Linked DNA regions of Mus musculus: regions 1, 2, 3 and 4 are each linked to region 5. Evidence: chromatin contacts called from public Hi-C and promoter capture Hi-C data. All regions are on one chromosome and are shown on one strand. The core of a region is the stretch at or near the end of the contact, and the rest is flanking DNA. Distances in the headings are between cores, read along the strand shown.

Evidence for each region. Promoter capture Hi-C pulls out the DNA fragments that hold promoters and counts their contacts. Hi-C and Micro-C count contacts between places; a contact is called where the count stands out from the background.
Region 1: a promoter capture Hi-C map of second pharyngeal arch cranial neural crest shows a contact between it and region 5, with 18 times the contacts expected there. The contact joins the enhancer-like site here to the promoter of Ttc32 in region 5. A contact is called at or near these places in 13 of 39 promoter capture datasets (the 3T3-L1 cell line, 3T3-L1-derived adipocytes, cranial neural crest and 8 more), 14 of 484 Hi-C or Micro-C datasets (3T3-L1-derived adipocytes, the C2C12 cell line, the C3H10T1/2 cell line and 11 more), 12 of 115 datasets of contacts at active chromatin or transcription factors (the NIH/3T3 cell line, acute myeloid leukemia, astrocytes and 9 more) and 1 of 9 other capture datasets (liver).
Region 2: a contact with region 5 is called in a Hi-C map of muscle stem cells, with 2.6 times the contacts expected there. The contact joins the enhancer-like site here to the promoter of Ttc32 in region 5. A contact is called at or near these places in 4 of 39 promoter capture datasets (the 3T3-L1 cell line, cranial neural crest, frontonasal cranial neural crest and 1 more), 1 of 484 Hi-C or Micro-C datasets (muscle stem cells) and 4 of 115 datasets of contacts at active chromatin or transcription factors (the NIH/3T3 cell line, acute myeloid leukemia, large pre-B cells and 1 more).
Region 3: a promoter capture Hi-C map of second pharyngeal arch cranial neural crest shows a contact between it and region 5. The contact joins the enhancer-like site here to the promoter of Ttc32 in region 5. A contact is called at or near these places in 13 of 39 promoter capture datasets (the 3T3-L1 cell line, the C10 cell line, the SN4741 cell line and 8 more), 30 of 484 Hi-C or Micro-C datasets (the 3T3-L1 cell line, the 63-12 cell line, CD4 T cells and 20 more), 10 of 115 datasets of contacts at active chromatin or transcription factors (the NIH/3T3 cell line, acute myeloid leukemia, astrocytes and 7 more) and 2 of 9 other capture datasets (embryonic stem cells and liver).
Region 4: a promoter capture Hi-C map of the 3T3-L1 cell line shows a contact between it and region 5, with 13 times the contacts expected there. The contact joins the enhancer-like site here to the promoter of Ttc32 in region 5. A contact is called at or near these places in 6 of 39 promoter capture datasets (the 3T3-L1 cell line, the C10 cell line, cranial neural crest and 2 more), 1 of 15 datasets of contacts at CTCF or cohesin (pro-B cells), 8 of 484 Hi-C or Micro-C datasets (the C2C12 cell line, brain, embryonic fibroblasts and 3 more) and 5 of 115 datasets of contacts at active chromatin or transcription factors (the NIH/3T3 cell line, astrocytes, fibro-adipogenic progenitors and 1 more).

Annotation. Positions count from the first base shown.
Region 1 is chr12:10,572,159-10,574,858 of GRCm38.p6, reverse strand. No RefSeq gene overlaps it. Among named protein-coding and RNA genes, the nearest start is that of Gm38407, 130 kb to the right of the region's middle. Within about 2 kb of position 1,263, at least 18 of the 459 cell types and tissues checked have an H3K27ac peak or open chromatin away from gene starts, as enhancers often do. A contact at or near this core is called in embryonic limb bud, second pharyngeal arch cranial neural crest and tail fibroblasts, where this site is marked.
Region 2 is chr12:10,513,022-10,515,721 of GRCm38.p6, reverse strand. It overlaps Gm38407 (predicted gene, 38407), which reads right to left. Exons shown (of 12, transcript NR_110487.1): 11 at 943-1,110. Among named protein-coding and RNA genes, the nearest start is that of Gm38407, 68 kb to the right of the region's middle. Within about 2 kb of position 1,266, at least 49 of the 459 cell types and tissues checked have an H3K27ac peak or open chromatin away from gene starts, as enhancers often do. A contact at or near this core is called in muscle stem cells, where this site is marked.
Region 3 is chr12:10,438,640-10,441,339 of GRCm38.p6, reverse strand. No RefSeq gene overlaps it. Among named protein-coding and RNA genes, the nearest start is that of Gm38407, 6.4 kb to the left of the region's middle. Within about 2 kb of position 1,374, at least 22 of the 459 cell types and tissues checked have an H3K27ac peak or open chromatin away from gene starts, as enhancers often do. A contact at or near this core is called in second pharyngeal arch cranial neural crest, where this site is marked.
Region 4 is chr12:10,229,894-10,232,593 of GRCm38.p6, reverse strand. No RefSeq gene overlaps it. Among named protein-coding and RNA genes, the nearest start is that of Nt5c1b, 140 kb to the left of the region's middle. Within about 2 kb of position 1,268, at least 27 of the 459 cell types and tissues checked have an H3K27ac peak or open chromatin away from gene starts, as enhancers often do. A contact at or near this core is called in the C2C12 cell line and muscle stem cells, where this site is marked.
Region 5 is chr12:9,028,710-9,031,409 of GRCm38.p6, reverse strand. It overlaps Ttc32 (tetratricopeptide repeat domain 32), which reads right to left and starts at 1,413. Exons shown (of 3, transcript NM_029321.2): 1 at 1,214-1,413. The coding sequence starts at 1,353. It overlaps Wdr35 (WD repeat domain 35), which reads right to left. Exons shown (of 27, transcript NM_001159527.1): 27 at 2,563-2,700.

The DNA of each region.
Region 1 (2,700 bases), core at 14-2,513, 1.5 Mb before region 5:
GTAGGTGAGGAAATAGCGATAGTGAATGAGAGAACACTTCTGATAAATAGATGGATCAAGAATCTAGACTCTAAAAGGTGGTAAAGCTGACACACAGCTATCCTTTGTAGAGAACCCAAGTAAATGAATAGGGCATTTTTGTAGTACTGGAAGAGTGGCATATGTCAACTTGTAGGAGTCTGACAGCATGGCCAGAAGAATTGTCAGTCAGTAGAAAGAGGGCATACAGATATTGGAATGAAAGTATCCTCTTGGTCTCTTATATTTCCTTCATGCTACTTCCTCTCTCACACACCACTCCAACCTCCGATCCTCCCAGACAAGCCATGCTCCAGGAAGAACTACTTTGATCCACCACCACCCTCTGGACCCTCCCACACTAATTTCGTCTAGTGTTGGTCTATTTCCCTACATTCCTTCCCCACCTGGAGGATGCATTCATTCTAATATCTATATGGCCACTTTCCTTTTTTTCCCCCCTTAAGATTCCATTTTAGTACTCCAGTTCCCTGGGAAGTCTTCCTTTGATAATAATCTATCTCACACTCTTTCTACTATCTTCTATCACTGTGGTCTCATGAGACATGTTCCTACACTTGTCTAAACTTTCCTATACTGTACTGTCATCTGCCCCACTCTGATAATTTACTAGTGCTATATAGCTTACTAACAACTTAACATGGTGCCCAGCAAACAGTAGCTCGATATATACTTAGGAAATGTAAAAATAAAGAAAAATGTGAGCAAAAAATTCTAGCTTTCAAATCTTGCTCTCTCGATTTGTCTTTATTCTTCTTCCTCCTCCTCTTGCTCTTCCTCCTTCTCTTCTTCTTTAGTTGTTGTTGTTTAACTAAACCGACCCAGAAAACCCTTATTCTTGCTAAAAACTAGAAGGTTTGTAGTGCTCCAACAGGGTGCGCTACATGAAGTAAACAGGTTCCTAAAAGCAAGTAGTATCTTGTTATAGACTGATTATTCTTACTTCATTTGGTTTGAGATCCTTTGTATTCAAAGGGTTTTCTTTTTTGCACACTGAGTTCCTGTCCTTCCCAGCTACTGTTGCAGAAGTTTTGATGTAGATTCCAGAAGGTCAAGGGTAGTCAACGTGTCAATGCATGCTTCCCTGCCCCCACTAGTCAATCCCTTGAGAATATTCTATTTTACAAAGCATTTTTTTCCCAAAAAAAGTGCCTACACTTCTGGAGCAATTCATCTGCAATTTGCTGTACTTCATAGGGCTCAAAGCCCCCGCGTGTCTAAACTACTAGGAACGATTTCTGGACACGTCAATAAAAGTTCCCTAATGAACAACAGCTGTGAAGAACATGGCTTTAAATAAATTGATTCCAAATTTCTCCCCATGTTTCTGCGATTTTTCTTTTTAAATGGGCACCGCTGACTTTAAACTTGGCTATCTGAGAGAGAGAGGAAGGAAAAAATTATACATTGTTCAAAAAATATTTCGTTCTCGTGCACTTTTTTTTTTTCCCTCTGAAGAGGTTAATGTTCTTCTCACAGATTTTCCTCACTTCTGTTGTAATAGCTTTGTCGAGGAGAGGATGCGTTATATATCACCTCGTTTTCTACCTGGGAAAGTTTTTCCTGAAACTAGGAAAGTTACAGACTCACTCAGATTGGGAGGCAGGATTAGAATTCAGGCCCCATAATCTCAATAATTATATTCAGGGCAAAAATCTAGCTGTCCTGTAAAATTAAACCCAGACCATCTCTCTCACAAGTAGATACCTCTCAGGGCAGGAGTGTTTCTGTTATACCCATCTTAGACACCATTGATTTCATGCCTAACTTGTATTAATTACATTTGTTTCAACATTTGTGTTCAATTATGAAATCAAATTATATTTGATATTTTTCCCTCCAAGAAGTAAAAGGCCACCAATTTGCTTAATACTCCACACAAACTTTTATATCAGAATTACTATACCCCTGAAATCTTAATTAAGCCTTCAAACACATTTAAACTTTACAAGGAATGAACTTGAACTAGTCATCAGAAAATAAAAAGTAGCACTTGGAAGAAGCTCATGACGGATGCTGTTTCCATGCTGGGATTTAACAGCACTGCAGATGGTCATTTTCCCACTTTCTTTCCTTTTAGGGGCGCCTAGAAAATTTGGCTAGGCAGCCACACAGTTTCCCCTCTCTGATCTACTTCTCTGGACATCTGCGTTTCCTGTGGATTGCGTTCAATCGGCAATATTGAAGCAGTAAATATTTCACCTTCCCGTTCCTCTCTTTCACTGTAACTGACTGAAAGGAGAGACCACGATAGGCTTCTATCTCTAAAAAACCCTCCTTCTGTCTCCTGCTGCCCACTTCCTCTGCCTTTTGAAGAAGCAACGTGTGACATTGTTTTGTTGGAGCAGAGGCAAATTCAGGATGGTGGGCGGTAGGATGGAGAGTGGGAAGGGTTGATTTAGGACCCAGGAATTGTTGAACAGAACAAAATGAAAAGCTGTTCCCAATTTGAAAAGTGAGTTGACGTCTGTTACTCTGGTATGCAGTAAAACATGTTTTCCATCTAGGACATAATAAAAGCTACAAGCATTTTACACTGTGCATTAGGGCTGCATCTTTAATGGAACATCTTTTCATATAGAGCACGTTCAGAGTTCGCTGTTTGATGATACCTTTGAACATTTTATCACTGCAGTAGATGGAATATCTCACAGTCGAGGC
Region 2 (2,700 bases), core at 17-2,516, 1.5 Mb before region 5:
AATGACCTATAAATCTCACTTTGGGTGTCAGCAGGAGAGGGGACAGCTCCTGGAGAAAAGGATAGGGCAATAGCCCCTGAGATGACCACATGTTGTATTCCAGGATTCCATGTCAGAAACTCATAAGCTTGGTTACTTCAAGAGAATACTTTCACATGGGTTATCAGTGAACAAAAACTTGACAATCTGTTGAGAAAAGGGATTCTGTTTTGCTGCAGAGTCAAGAAGACTGATAAATCAGATAGTGAACACTGGGTCTTGCAGAACACTAAGTCTCTCAAGTCCTCTGATTTTTCAAAGGTCAAAGACTTGGTGGTTGCTTTGTCTCTGTTGCTTTGGATTTCTCTGAAGTCCCCACCAGACTCAGATCCCAGACTCTCCTCTTCTTGCTCATACACAGGCTTTCCATTCATATTCCATCTCAATGAACAGGTTCCCCACTCTACCTCGAAACTCCCTTGCTACTATAATGACTTTCATCTTAGCTCTCCAGACTTGAAATTCTAAGTCATCCAAAAGACTGAACCCTTTCTGTCTCCAAGTATCTTCCTAATGAAAATACTATTTCCTCCATATCTTACTAAAATCAATGACTAGTCATTAAAAGTTCTCTGAGTAATAACATATCAGAAAATGATATGGTCCTAGGTTCCTAGCCTCCAAAGTAGCTTGCATTCTAGTGAAGATAAGCAGAGATACGTGTGAGTCAAGACAGAAAATTCAGACGGAAGACCAGATAACTCCCTCTAGATAGCTAAAGGAAACTGTCATGAAGGCCATGACATTGACTTGAGACAATAAATGACAGGTGAGGTTTTAATACCCAGGAGAATGGGGAATGAACTCCCATGTGCAAAAGCTGCATGCATATGAAACCACACATACAACAGCAGGCTGTTGACACAGAAACATGCCTTATACTAGCAGCTCACTCAGAGTTACCTTGTTTTAGATTAGTGGTCACTGCTGGTTGCATGTACATCTAATCGCAATTTTTCTCTCCAGTTGCTACACAGAGCAGTAAGCTGACGCCCTCCTGCATTAGCTAGAGTAGAGACAGAGCCCTGGCAGGTGTTCCGTGAGTCTGATCTGTGAAGGGCTATTGAGAACCTGCAGAAGAAAGCAGGAATGATTTCATCGGACAAGCATGTGACTGCACTAAGCAATCTGTTTTTGTAGGATGAGGTCCCAGACTAAGAAGGGATGGGCCACTATGTGGTACAAACCCACGGGGAACAGGCTTGCAGCTGCCCCATGTCTCTAGTAATCCACTGACGTAGATAGAGCGAACTCCACTCTCCAGCTTACTCATAAACTGTGGCCGTGAAACCCAGGCTCTGTGGGTAAAGGCACCACAATTTCGTTGGGACTACTGCCAGCTACATGGTAACTGGGTCAGGCAAGTCCCAGCCTTTGCTAAAACATTTAAAATGAATAGAGCCGATTACGTTCCCCACCCCTACCCCCACCCCAGTTTTCCTTCAATAGAATCGTGGATTCACTTTCAGAATTTCTAAGCTGTGTACATTTTGAAAGTGGATTTGGAGAAACTTACGGTTTTGAGTAAATAATTGGGAAGTCCGTTGCCTGAAGTTCTTTATTTTGGTTGCAAATTAATCCAGTGGTCAGAGAAATAAATCTTTACTGCTTTACACCATGTTTTCCCAACAGTTGATGTTCATGCTAAAAACATTCTTTGTAATAAAATTGTGCTAAGTGGTTGTACAAACAAATGGGCCAATGGAGCTGTATCAGGCTCCTATAGTTTTAAAGCCTTCCCTTCGTTGCAAATGCCACGACACCCATTCTGAGATCAGGTCCAGCTCCTGTTCTGAGATCCTGTGATCTGCGACCCCCCCCCCCAACACCCTCCATGTTGTTTGTGTTGCTAGGGAGTAGGGATACTGTATTCTTTGTTGTCTACTCTGACCAGACTGGTATTTGCTTTGTTGCCGCCAAAGAATTATGTTTCTGTCAGCCCGGTTTCCTTGGCTTTGGCAAATCCTGGTTATATTTCCCAATTACAAAGCCATGACTCATCTTGTAGCATCTCCTGATTTAAAATTAGCCCGACAGATTGGATTTGTTAAACTGAAAATGGCAGGGAAGGATGGGCCATCCTTCATGATGACAATCCCTGTTATTGGTGGAGCCTCAAGAAACTTGTAAAAAAATGCAGAGATTGTACAAGAAGAGTTTTAACTCATTAGGAACTTTGACTGTTTAGTCTGAGCAGGATAAATAATCATATTTTGTAAAATCCCGAGGCCTGGTTATCCCGTTTATGAAAACAGTTTTGAACTAAGCCATAATAGCAAACTAGTCATTAATATGAGACTTGAATTAAAAAGGTGCAATTTAATTTTCATATGGCATATTCAACACAAATGAGAGGATCCCCTAGCCGTGGCCAGGACCCAGACAAATGCAATTTCTGTCCTTTGATCTTTGTGGCCAAAAAGAAATGAAGAGAGACGAGATAATTTCACCTCAGCTTTTCATTGTTCTAAAAAAATAATTAAAAAGACAACACTTGTTGTTTGTTCTCATATTTATAATCAGATGGCTCTCCCATTTCAAGAAGACAGATGCAATTCCCCTTGCACTTGCAAGGGAAAAGCAATCAAATTTTTGCGAAACTGAGAGCGCTGACAAAGTCCTTCCTTCTGGTCTGCAAATGATTGCTTCATTTTTTTTTCC
Region 3 (2,700 bases), core at 125-2,624, 1.4 Mb before region 5:
CGGCATTGGGGAAACTGGTGCATGAGTATGAAGGTACCTGCGATGACACCACATTCTCTCTCCATTTGCCTTCCATCCTTGGCACAAGGCATACCCACAACTGTTTAAAGATGATGAAACCAGAAAGCTAAGGCTCAAGATGCCTCTGTGACTTCGGCTCTCTCTGCTGTCCCTAACCCTCTAGAAGTGCCCAGGTGTCAAATCCTGCTAAAAACCTTTCAGAGTTGAAAGGTCAACTCATCGAAGCCTCTAAAATGGTTACAAAACAATGATTCTAATATGAAGTTTATCTTTGTTTAAAACACCACTGGAAAATGCAACCTTCAGTTTTCATTCATTTGCTTAATAAGTGGTAAAGAGGAACATCAGATCCTGTGTGTATTTATCTAATTTGAGTCGTCTCCTAAATATTTAATTCAGTATTAAATTGCTTTTAAAATAAAATTACTCGGTTTTTCCCCCTGAAACTAAATTGGTTTTGCCTCATAAACACTAAGAAAATGAGGGAAAATTTTAAAAATCATTTTAGTAGTAGCAATGACAAGCTACATGGGGCATTGACTGTAGGCTTATTTTGGCAACCATAATCCTACACATACTCGCTGAATAGCCCTGCATGGCAAACACAGTGTCAGGAATAATACAACAAGATGAAGGAGACTTGGTTCCTGTCCCTTGAAACAGTCTACAAAGGCTGCAGCTCAGGGGAGCTCTCTCTGCACCAGCGTCCTTTTTAGAGAACAAAAAGTTCTCCAGGAAACACTATACAGCGTCTTCCATCCTTGCATCTTCATAATTCACAGTAAAACCTTTTCAGCTGACTTAAGCCTGAAGAGGGGTGGGAGGGGGAAAAAAAGGAAGGAGAGAAAAGAAAAAGAAAAACAAGAACTAAATACATGTGACAATAAATCTGAGATCATAAACCGTGGGATTCCTTCATAATACCACACTCTTCAGAATCAGGCAGTATTTTTCATCTGACACGGATTTAAAGGTAGCTCAAAGAAAACATGGGATTAACTGTAAGTAGTGGGATAGGAACCACGAGCCAAGCTTGCAAATAAACACATCAGAGACTTGGTCTAAAAAAAGGCAGAACACAAATAACGTCCTCTTGATGTGCCTACAGTTTCGTTCAACTGTTCCCAGGTCATGAACTAATTTGCCAAAAAAGAGGTTAACTCCAGTGCAGCAGGCAGCATTTGAGGAAACAGGTTTTGTGCATACTGCCTGTGGAGTCAGGCCACTGGAAGCCCTGCCTATGTAATGGCTCTCAGATGAGCACTTTTAAACACTCTTTTGTGTATGTGAATGGATACAAGGGGCTTTAGGACACTGCAGACTAAGGTCCTTAACAAATGTGGGCTTGGCTTGTTCCCAAATGGATGTCTCCCGAATTAGCCTAAATAAATTGAGGGCTTGAATGACCTTGGGCAATGTACTCCGCCCCCCTCCCTTCAAGTGAGGTGTCCTTCGTATAAAACAAGGGATTGGGATGGGTTGATCTTTCAATTCTCTCCCAGGATCCAAAGGCCTGTCCCTAAAGATTCAACACAGGAAAGCTGACCTCTGCCCCTCGCAGCTTCCAGCTGAAGGAGAACAGAAAAGTAGCCAAAGCCCAGGGAGCGCAGCAGGAGGGTGATTTCCAGCTCCGCTAATCTTCCAGAACTCCAGGGCTCGGAGTCACTGGAGGGTGAACAGCAGCGTTATATCATTTCCAGGCAAGGCCCGTGGTTTCCCCATTTCATCATTTGCTGCCACTGATCTAGCTCTTCTAGCGTCCTGACTTCTAACATGCATAGTAAATGGGTTTTTTTCTTGGGGACTTGACGGCGCATGCACATTCCCAGGCTTTGCTTTCCACCATTGTCAGTGAATAGGTTTAGAATGACCAGCACCTAGCTGGGCTTAATGATCACCCAAGAAATCAAATGCAGCAGCAGCTTATGGGGACCACCCACTTAACTGCCCAAGAGCCTAGGTTGTCCTCACAACATGAGCACTAGGAACCAGAGACCCATGTGATTTTGCAGTGTAACAGAGGACACACAAAAGAAGCGGCTAGGCATTAGATCAAAAACCTAACACAAATAAAAGTGAATGAATACATGAACCAAACACATAGAACGGGGAGGTCGTTATCACTGAACTGCCAGCCACGGAACTTAGTGGTGGTGGTGGTGACCTTTTTCAACATGGAAGGAAAAGCTCGAGTCAGTGTGAGACACAACCTAAAATAGGCTCTAAATCTGGGTTTCCAGTTGGACACCAGAAGCAGTAGAATTCATGAACGGGGATGTCTCTTCTCTAGTGAACACAGCTGGACAGAGGGAGTCCCTAAGCCTCAAGTATATTTTAAGCTGCATCTCTCAAAATGTCAAAAGTGGGATTAAAGTGTAAATGATTGTCAATTCATTCCTTCTCTCCTGGTACTATGCTGTTACAGGCGGATTCTGGTTTATGGGGAGGGGAAAGGTGGGATGGTCTTCCAGTGTAACCGAATAGAGCACAGAGGGAATGAGGAGTCCCAGTGTGTCTTGGGGGAGGGGAGCAGTTCACAGGCTGCTACTTTTTTGTGACATAGCTTTTATGGGGGGAGAGCCAGAATATTAAGCTCATTGCTTCCAGATGGAAAGGTTGGACAAAACAGAGGTCTTGGCTCTGAAAGCCTGGACGCAGTGGTGCGATATGGACCTGACA
Region 4 (2,700 bases), core at 19-2,518, 1.2 Mb before region 5:
GAGCTTTTTTTTTTTCCTTTCATCTCTTTGCCAGTTAACACCATTCTCTTCATTGTTTTTCAGTCTCTGAATGAATAAGTTGGGTTAGCTAGCCTGAACTCAGGAACCCTTTATCTTGGTTTAGTGTCCTGCCCTGCCTGTCCTTAAACTAAGTGTATATATAGCCTTTGCCAGATTACATTGTTTTAGGTATTCTTTTAATTATAAATTGTATAAATAATCACTGGCCTTATGTGATATCCTTTGAAAAGAAATATATTATTTAAACTAGATAATGTCACATAGAGGAGAAGGACCTAACAAATGTTTACTGATTGATTTTCTAAGCACTGTATGATTGTAATTGTAGCATTGATAATCATTCATGCTTGTGGTAACTCAGCGCTGCCCAGCATCTTTGTAGAAGACTGGTTTCTTATTCATGTAGTCAAATACCTTAAAGTTCATAGGCAAGTGGCCATGAAGCCTATTTTGTTTAAAGCACTATGACCTTCCAACCTTCAGACCCAGAAGGAATTCCTGTGTAGCAAGCCATATAATGTGTTGCTTCTGAGGCTCTTAGGCCAGTGTGTCTGGGAAAGCTTCAGGCTGGAAGTATTGAGGAGTATTAATGTGCAGACGTAGGATCTGTCAGGAATACGAGCTGTGGTGCAACACAAACCACCTGCAAAGCTTGTGATGTTTTTTGAAACAGAGTGCCGGAAAGAAGGGGCCCAAGGCCAAGAAAGGAAAATGGAGCTGCAGATTGGTGTGCAGCTCAAAGCACAGGCAGGGTAAGGAAGCTGCTCTTGTACTTCTATACCCTCCCCACCCCCAGCTGCTGTTCTGGGTGTCACATTTTCGTGACTGATGGACCATGTCAGGCTGAGGCATACTGGATTTCTATGCACATAAGAAAGGGAACAGAAAAGGTCAATGTCTTCAGTAAAACTTAGAGGATGATTTTACACCAGCAGCGACTCTCCCATAACGTTTAAAGCAGATTCTAATAAGTGGTTTCCAAATAGTAACAAAGCCGTGCAATGAGTTGCCAGGACATAAGCTGGGTGCCCCTTAGACCTTGGGAACTGTAAATCTCGAAAGAAGGCAGATAGTCTCCCCAATTAGGGTGCTAAGATTAGCAATCTCTTTCCTGAGTTTGCCAAAAAACACAAAGATGCTGATACAGAATTGGTAGCAGATCCACTAAAAACAGGCAGCCATGTGTCCATTAGTGTATGTCTGTGCTTCTGTGGTTAGGAGGCATGCAGCTGAGTGATGGGCCGTGCTATTTGTATCTCTGACATCATCAGTGCCTCTGAGGGAGTCCTTGCTAAAGCATGTCTCGTAGTCTAGTTGTTGCTCTTCAGAGCCATGATTTAGAACTACTTTTTCGTTTTGTTTTTTTCTAATCCTAAGTTTTTCTATGTAAGCCTTGCCTGAAACAAACACATAGCTTCAAAAGAATATAAAAGTAACGGTCTGTATAGGCATCAGTGGCAAAATCCTGGAGCCAGGAAATGCGCTTTGCAAAACTTCAAGGAAAAAAAAAAAAGATTTGCTGAGTGACTAGTGATCCTAAGAAAAGTTTCACTCCAGTGGCACAGGAGTAAGTATAGCAGTGTCTGGAGTGTTGGGACACCTCGGACATTAACCAGACCAGCTTTCCCACCTACTGCGTCATCAACATACTTTCTCCCAACACTCTGACATTTCCTCCCATCTCTCCTCACCTCCATCAGGCCCCCATGTTCTGTCCCTCACAAAGTCTGTCCCACCTGGCTTCTTGTCTTGGCTGATGAAAATCTACAGAGGCAGGAGAGAAGGAGCTGGATGTGATGCGGGCTGCAGATTACACGGGGATGAAAAGCACAGACGCAGATCCCATGACTGGTGAGAAGAGTCCACAAGAGAAGTAACTGCAGAGTAATTAGCAGAAGACTGTGTGCGCTGGTACATGGATGTGCTAAAGTGCTCCTACCGACTTTACTCTTTAACTTTGTTAATTTTAGGCAGGGTTCCTAAATTGGTCTTGCTATATAGCCAAGGATAACCAGTCTGAACTGATTATCCTCCTGTCTCCAATTCTCTAGCCCTGTGGTTACAGACAATAATTATGATACCTGGTTCTTGTGATACATGAATGAGAATACTCAATAACCACAAATATAAGATTTGGATTTTTAAGTCCCTAGTTTCTGATTTCAAATATTGCATTTTTTCCATTTGACCCCATTTTTGCTTACATGGATACAAAGATCCAAAACCCATAACACAGAACATAATATTTATTTACATTCTGAAATAATGTGCTGCTTATTGTTTTCAACAATTGTTTGAAACAACTTGGTTTTCAGTCAGTCCATGTGTGTTACAGGTGGCCTTTTGATTAAACAGGCACAAAAGAAGTTTGAAGAGATCACATTTTCTTGGAAAGCCATGAGAGTGAAGAAGACGTATGATTTTTGAAGAATGGTCTTTTTAAATAGCCTTCTATTATTTTACACAATGGAAGAATGAAAGCTAAGATACATGTGATTTAAAATTACTGTTCACTGTTATTTTTAGGGTTTTATGTTGTAGGATAGTTAGCAGGTTAGGACTAGGGCTCTTGCCTAGCAATAACTACTCATATGATGGCCATACTGTCAAGTACTGATTGCTTTTGGATGTCAGTTTCCATAATTTAAAAATGAAAGGTTATGACTAAATTAGTTCAAA
Region 5 (2,700 bases), core at 164-2,663:
ACTCTATTACAGTGGAATTGTGAACCTGCAGAGTTGGATCGATTCTCCCGGTTTAACGACCAATTCACAACCAATACAGAGACATTGGGACAAACAATACGGAGGGGCTAAGAGTAAGACTCCCTGATAAGCAGATGTATCAAGAGAGGAGCTGAGACTAGATAATAAATATAGTGAACTGCCAACCTGACCTGCTTCTTCCTGACCCGGCTGACCGGAAACAAAAACCCGGCAGCCTAAAAAGGCTTTTCTACTTTTTTTTCACCAATAGAGCCCCCCACCCCACCCCACCCCCGCTGATGGCTCTGCTATGCTACTACTACACAAGTTCAAAGCTGGATCGGACATGCTTAGGGCTCTGTGCTCAAACTGACCAACCCTCAGTTCCTTAAACCCTCAAAGGAGTGGATCTGCGGGTTCCTGAAATCCTCTTCCGCTTTGCCGAGGGTTTTATCTGTTTGCCCACTCAAGTTTTCTCACCCCTAGGAAACCTTTCCTCATTAGCGGATTCTCTCATAAGCTGTACTTAGTCGTGGCACCCTCCTCCTCCTCCACCACCTCCTCCTCCTCCGCTGCTACCTGCCTGGCTTGAGAGTTTTACTGCCTTTTAATTCCTTAACTGGCAGAAAACAGAATGCAACCAAGACCCCTAAATGTCAAAATTTTTATAATTATCAGATTTTGGCTCGACATACAACCCCGTTTTCTAAAGACTCAAAGCGTAGTGGGAATAGAGGGGTCAGAGTGCACATCTTGATAAGCTGCTCGAACTCAAATATCAAAGTAACAAAGAACTGTACTGGGCAATAAACGTTTCATCGCTGGCTTGATATTCTACAGAAAGGACTCTTGTGATGTTCTAGCGGTGTCACATTAACAACCCTTAACTTCAGGAGTGTGCTGTGACGTCGTGGTAAACACTAACGGGACAGCTGGGTGCAGCGACTGTGCTTAGCTTAAGCGGGTGCTGAACCGGAACCTTCGCGTCCGGAACACAAAGGCGTCGCTGTGGTTCCGAGGACGACCACCTTCCCTGCCCAGAACAGCGGCTTCCTGCCGCCTGGGCCTCTGCGGAGACCAAGGCGTCCCCTCCCCGAAGGACAGGGCTCGGAGGGGATCTTTTCTGGGGAAACCAAGCGGCAGCCCAGGACTCCGCGGTCCGCGCGTGGCTCGGGGACCACCCACGCGCCCAGCCCGCTCTCGCGATAGTTACCTCCCGTGACGCGCGCACTGGCCAATGAAGGCGGAGTACAGCTCCCGGGCCTCGGCAAACTCGCCCCTGGAGAAGCGAGCCTGCGCCGTGGCCAGGGCGGCCGAGCTCTCTCCGCCCTCTCGGCCTGGCCGCAAGGCCATGACCGCCTCACCCGGGTGGAAGCGGAACCACAGCTACCGCTCACGGGACTTCGTTGGCTAAAGGAAAAGGACGTTTGTCCTGTTTGAAGACCCGTAGTATCGCGAGACAACTGGTAGCGCCTGACGCCGTTCGCGGGAAATTAAGAGAATTTAAATCTTTGTGACATGTGTATACATAATTAGATTAGATTAGATTAGATTAGATTAGATTAGATTAGATTAGATTAGATTAGATTAGATTAGATTAGATTAGATTAGATTAGATTAGATTAGATTAGATGGATGATAGATAGACAGACAGACAGTGCCCATGGCCGGGCGGTGGTGGTGCGCATATATCCAGGCAGAATGCTGTATACATAGTAAATAAAGAAGTCTTTAAAAAATTTTTTTTTAGAAAATAATTATAGAAGCAGACAGTAGAGGGCAACATAATATTGCTGTTTTCATTTTAGATACCCAAAATAAGCGTCTAGAGCTATGGCAACAGAGTTAATATTCTGTTACTTTGAAACAAATTTGTCCATGTTTCTGAGTGTGAACTTTCTGTAGTCTCTATGGTAACAATTCTCTGCCACTTCAGTCACTGTATATTTTCCTAAAAAGACTTAGCTTTTTCTCCCATGTGATATATATTCTGTGTATGTCTCTGTGTGTGTCCGAGGATGTGTCTGTGGATGTGAAGACAATGCAAATGCCACATTTCCCTACATTATAGTGGAAGGAAACATGGGATAAACGTCCTTTTTTCCCTTCAGAATTTGTTTTCATGTTTATTTCAAATAATGTCTCAGAAAAACTTTTGATCTGAGCTCTGAGAATAAAGAAAAGTGATTTGTTTTGTTTTTTCGAGACACGGTTTCTCTGTGTAGCCCTGGCTGTCCTGGAACCCACTCTGTAGACTAGGCTGGCCTCGAACTCAGAAATCTCCCTGCCTCTGCCTCCCAAGTGCTGGGATTAAAAGCATGTGCCACCACTGCCCGGTCAGAAAAGTGATCTTAAAGTACATTTCAGCAAAATATAATGAGCTGTGTATGGCAGATGAGAGAGGTCGGCAGTGCCTGTGCAGGTACACTGCTTACCAGAATGCTGGGACCGGCCACATTAGTGCATGCTGTGGCTGCTGGGGTCACATTTAGGCCACTAGAGTACTCTGAACCATGGCATAGCTCGGGATAAGCTTGATGATAACTACAGCATTACTCAAAATCAGTTAATTCATGTTTATTACAAAGAAAAGAGACCAAATGCTTCCTCTTGAATGAGGCTTGTAGTCTTTAAAACTTCAAATAATAAAAAGTCTTAAAATGCCATTTCCTCATTTATGAACATACAGAAATTTAACCT